2 separate regions of the Mus musculus genome follow, and region 1 is linked to region 2. The links are chromatin contacts, called in public Hi-C maps. All regions are on one chromosome and are shown on one strand. The core of a region is the stretch at or near the end of the contact, and the rest is flanking DNA. Distances in the headings are between cores, read along the strand shown. Region 1 has its middle 76 kb from the start of Gm39339. Region 2 has its middle 70 kb from the start of Gm33125.

What was found. Hi-C and Micro-C count contacts between places; a contact is called where the count stands out from the background.
Region 1: a contact with region 2 is called in a Hi-C map of cerebellum, with 1.8 times the contacts expected there. The contact joins two enhancer-like sites. A contact is called at or near these places in 1 of 15 datasets of contacts at CTCF or cohesin (the NIH/3T3 cell line), 1 of 484 Hi-C or Micro-C datasets (cerebellum) and 1 of 9 other capture datasets (embryonic stem cells).

The regions. Positions count from the first base shown.
Region 1 is chr9:52,800,675-52,803,438 of GRCm38.p6, forward strand. No RefSeq gene overlaps it. Among named protein-coding and RNA genes, the nearest start is that of Gm39339, 76 kb to the right of the region's middle. Within about 2 kb of position 1,382, at least 11 of the 459 cell types and tissues checked have an H3K27ac peak or open chromatin away from gene starts, as enhancers often do. A contact at or near this core is called in cerebellum, where this site is marked.
Region 2 is chr9:52,491,731-52,494,430 of GRCm38.p6, forward strand. No RefSeq gene overlaps it. Among named protein-coding and RNA genes, the nearest start is that of Gm33125, 70 kb to the left of the region's middle. Within about 2 kb of position 1,416, at least 2 of the 459 cell types and tissues checked have an H3K27ac peak or open chromatin away from gene starts, as enhancers often do. A contact at or near this core is called in cerebellum, where this site is marked.

The DNA of each region.
Region 1 (2,764 bases), core at 132-2,631, 310 kb after region 2:
TTTGGCAGGAGCAGTTGGCAAGACAAGTTTGCAAGGTCTGTTGGTGCCCAATAGTACTGCTATCTGTCAAATATTGTGTGGGGAGGGGTATGGGGGAGGGTGGATATCTAGGCTGAGGAAATGCTAGTGTAAACCAGTCATGATCCCTAGGGCCTACTTGATCCAAAACCCTTCTTCAGAGTAGTTCCTCTCATGGGATCAGAGCTGGGAGAGTGGCTCTCTCACTTATCACCCATATTTATGCTAGAGAGGCCTGTTTACTGGCCACAGAAGAGGCTTGAATTCAGAGAGGGATACACGTCTTTCAGATGGAACACTGAGAACCCAGAGCAGCAATCTAAAGGAAAGAAGTGAAGCTAACCCTGGCTCCCCTAGACTCACTCTGCAGATCATGCCCAAGCTGACCAGAGTTAGTCCTCACTAGATCTGGACAGGCATATGGAGGGCATCATTCGGTATCCTGTCTACATCAGTAGATAGGGTCATGTGCAGCCACGAGCCAATCACAGGTGATCCCGAAGTTTTTAGGGTTCGAGTCTGGGCCTGGCAGTATTTAACAAGCCAGGCCTGGCCACCTGTACTCAATAATCCAATTAAAGGGACAAGAAGTAGTAAAAATCAGAGAAAGAAGATATATTCAGTGTGAGATAAGAAACAAAAGCCCCATTGACAACCCCATCCCTACCACATGTCCACATTTGGATGCTGATGTAAGGTTTAGATTTAAATAGAAGATGAGAGGCATTTTAGATAAGCAGTGCTGGTCAAGGGGTGGTTCATCCATCAATGACCCATCACTGCCTGGACCCCTGTCTCTCTACCCAGGCAGTCTGACAAGTTTTCAGAACTCTGTAATATTTCTTTTGGAAGACTCTCTTCCCTTCTTGCTTGTACCAAGGCCCCGGCTCTTCCTTCTAGCCCAAGACTCCTGTGGATTTCTAATTTTGGGGGGTCTACTTTTTCAACAGTCTGACAGTGAGACTGGAGAACATGGGCAGTATCTTCCTCCCTGGCAGGATGTGGTCTTCATCTCTGCTCAGTTTGCTACATCTTGGGAAAGATGGTTTCTATAGAGTTTTGTTTTCCACTTGCATTCCCTGTAGAAGCCAGATTCCTGTCTCATACACACCGAGGTCCAGGTTGTTATTTATCATTCAAACCAGAGAAAAACCACCAGAATGAGGATGCTTGCATCTCCTTGGTGAGTGAGCATCTCTGCATCGAGGTTTTTGCTGCCAAGCCCACGTCAAGCGTTAAGATCACTAGATGCTGAGCCAAGCCCTCTGAGAATTTGTGATTTGAAGAGATCTTCTCTGCCACCTCACTGCCTTCATCGAATTACTACAAGAGAAATCTGTGAGCCATTAAATTGCTCTCTCAGTCATTGTTGGAAGTCAGAAGAGGCCCAGCAGTTGTGGAGTGAAAAGCCAAAGCTTAGCAAGAGGCCAGCATTTTCCAGGGGCCAATTATCTCTATCAGCTGACAGTCCATGGGAGAAATGGCATGGAAATTCTTGAAGAAAATCACTTTGATGACATTACACAAAGGACCTAGGGGAAGGTAGTGCATTTGTTCAGATTCGTCAAATATTTAACTAATGTCCAACTGAGGTACTCTTCTTGAGGTGGCCTCACAGAGGGAATGCTAGTCAGGACAGAGATGCAAAGCCAACAGACATGAAACTCAATCCAAAGACAGAGTATATCACATCAGAGGAAAGCCAATGTTAGTACAAATAACAAAAGGAGAAGTGCTGTGCTCAAAATCACAATGTGAACGCACATCCCTGCCTCTTCTTTCACCCTGGGTTCATTTGCAGTGACAAAAATGATCAGATATGTCAATGACATAGCTAGAATAGTACTGGAAAATAGTAAGTAATGCAAATGGCAAACTAAAAAAATGCTAACTAGCGTACACTACCCAGAAATCACCAAAGAACAGAGGAATAAGCCATTCCAGAGAAACCATCTGTCTAGCAGCCAGAGGACACGGTGGGCCTTTTCATGAGGTGCCCTGCAGAAGCTCCAACATCAAAACCACCAAATACAACCAAACAGTAATGGAGGCTAATGCAGTGATCATCAGACAATTAGTCAAAGAGCTATGTTTGGAACAGCTGGGTCCACAAAGTCTCTCGCCATCACCCGCAAGTACAGAGCATCTGGTAAAACAGCTTTAGCCCAGAGGCTCAGCTCTGATAGCATCCTCTGTGGGGCAGCATGGTTTCCTTAGGAAGACTTGCCAGGGTGGTTTGGAGCCTGAAATGGGAGAAACTCTTTGCTTATGGGTTAAGAGCGTTGCATTACCCATGGCCTGAGAAAATAGCGGTGAAAACGAAGCAAAGAAATGTTGGGCCCGATTTGGCCTTGCTTTGGGCCTTGAGTTTCTGTGGCCTTCTGGGAGAGCCTAAGCCTGGCTCGAGTTTTGAGACCTGTCTCAGTCACTTCCGTATCGGGGTGACTCAGCAAGACCTGTTTGGGCTCTGCCTCTGTGCCCTGCCGTTGCTGATGTAGAGCTATGCCATTGGCTCTGTCTGTCACACCATACCCTCCGTAACCCTTCCCCACCTCCTATGTCATCTTACCCCACCAAAATTCCCCCTCCCTATGTTCCGAACTTAAATAAGCAAAGAGGCTGATGCGGTAAAGTTGAGTTCCTGCTTCGACTAGACTCCCGGCTCAAGCATGTGTTTCTTTTGGGCCTTCGACACTCGCCATCCTGCTCAGCTCCCTGAAAGACCCTGTCAGGACCGGGACCTCTC
Region 2 (2,700 bases), core at 166-2,665:
GGGGAAACATAATCTAGAGCAAGAATCAGCACACCATTTCTATGCTTAGGAATGGGAGCATTCATTTTCAAGCCTTAAATACTTTAATACATAGGTACTTATGAATGAGCTGCCACTGCTACAAGCTTAGTTAATGCTGTTCATAGGTTTCGGCTCCCATTAGCAAATCCTCTCATCGGAACAGCAAGAGGAAAGGCTCTGCATGCCATCCACGTACAATCATCCACGCTGACAACACATTTTGTAATAAAATTTAGCCTCCGATTACTATTCGGAAAATAAAATCTCAAACTTAATGCTTTATTTCTTCCTTAATTTGTTCTTTCTTTAAACCAACCCCATGCAGAACAGTAAACCAGCGTCCCAGGGTCCGAAAGGCAAAAAAGTTGAGCTTCTATGTAAGGGTAGGTTTGTGTTTGGGGTGAATCAATATCTTGGTCTTGCAAACTTTATATGCCCCAGTACAGGGGAATGCCAGGGCCAAGAAGTGGGAGTGGGTGGGTAGGGGAGCAGGGCAGGGGGAGGGTATAGAGGACTTTCGGGATAGCATTTGAAATGTAAATGAATAAAATATCTAATAAAAAATTGAAAGAAATATTTTCTATAATTTCCTTGTTCTATAAACAAATTAATCTATGCATTTTAAAGATGACAGCGTGGACGACGTGTTTGGTTAGCTCTAGATCCCTTAAGACAGTGATAGAGAAAGTCTCCACCAGGACCTTTGTCTTATTTGCAAGGCTCTGGAAGAGCCAAAGTAAATGCCCCCAACCTCAAGCAGAAGAAAACCTTCACTCTCAGAGAAATTACACATCGGAATGAGCTTCTGTCTCTGGCAGTCTGTGCCGAGGTCTGAGGAGCCATAAAGAGTTGCCAATTTCTCATGTTGTTGAAATTAAAAATCATAAAAAGCTACTCCAGGCAATGTTTAATGTGGAGTAAGAGTCCTCCCCCCTCCTGGTGAGTTCAGACCCGGGTTTAAGTGGTGTTAATGGTAAGAGGAGAACAGGGCTCCTGCTTCCTGCCCCCCTGGGGCTGTGTGTTCAGCTGGAGCATGCGCCCCCTTTCCCATGTGCAAAAGCAGTGTTCACATCCTTTTCAAGCATTTTCTTTTCCTTTGAAATGTTTCATGTTTTCCGGACCACCAGGAGGTCATCATCTTTGGATTTTTTGCTTCTTAATTTTCCTCATTTTGGTTGACACTTTGACAAGGATGCTGAACTGGGAGGGAGGGAAGCACCTTGAAGCTCACTGGAGGCTCTGCTTGGTCACACAGAGCATTTTCCTTTGCCGAGGCTGTCAGCTGTTAGCTCCCTTCAAATGCCAAGATTGCATCCTGAGCTATCTATTCAGGGAGACACCAGACATGGCTAGACAGTGCTTCATGACCAGCAGTGTGGAGCATATATTTGCCCTGAAGGGGTCATTTATTTATCTGTGCTCTCTTCTGCCAGTACTCAGGAGACCAGGCCACATTCCCAGACACCACAGAGCCTGTCACCAGAAAGGCAAGCAACCTGCTAAGCCTGGCAATCAGTCTTTTATTCCAATCTGCTCTTGCCAGTGGCATTTCTTCCATCTTTAATTACCACAGTTGACACCGCAGCCCTGCTAGGAGGAATGGCACCAGCCAGATCAAGCTGTGGAACCAGTCTCTCTCAAATACCCTTTGCAGACATCAGACATATTCAGAACAAGACAGAAGGCATAGGCCCAGAGAAGGAGAGGAAAAATTTTCAGCTCAGTGAGACAGGCTCTGCCAGCCTTTTTCCTTGGGCCAACAGTTCTAACTAGAGGAGTTAGATCCTGAGACATTTTGTTCTGTTAGGGCTTTGCTCTCCTTTTCAGCCAGGTGGGGGCATGAAGGCCTCCCTCCTGGCTCCCATGAGGACCCAGCCTTCCATACTTGGAGTTTTTTCCTCCAGAACCCATTCCTAAGCTGTGACTTTAAGTTAAAGACATTGCAACAATCGGAAACAAACTGCATGGGCTAAGTTGTCTGGGTCCGCAGGTCTACCTCACAGATTGCACTTGATATTTTTTCTTTGGGAACATCCATCTCCTTTTCTCTCTTCTGAACACACATTTCTTCTTGCAATTTTTATACTCTAGTTACCTACTGTTCCTGTACAAATGTTATCAAAGGACAAATCCAAAAATAGTCATAGTGCCAGAATAAGAGGGTTTCCTGGTCTAACACCTCATTCTTTGTGGGTTTTCAGTTCTGGACCATTTTGTTTAGGTTTCATTTCATCCATTTCCCACTGAACTGTCCTATTACAAGTAACATTATACAGAGTGAGCAGGTTATATTTGTGTGTGTGTATATATATGTATATATATATATACACATATATATGTATATATATACATATATACACACATGTATATATGTACATATGCATATATACATATATAGAGGTATATGTACACACATATATGTATATATTCCCATATATCCTCACATATATGTGTGTATATGTATATACACAGATATATGTATATACATATATATATGCAATACAATTAGTGAAGAAAGAGGACATGAACTTAGAGAGAGAGAAGAGAGTAAGGAGGATTTGGAGAGAGGAAAGGAATGTAACTGCATTCTAAGTCTCAAGAACTAATAAAAACACTCAGTGCCTGTTTACAACTTTATTCCTACATTCAGTGACCACCAGGCTGGGTCTGAGTTCTGTC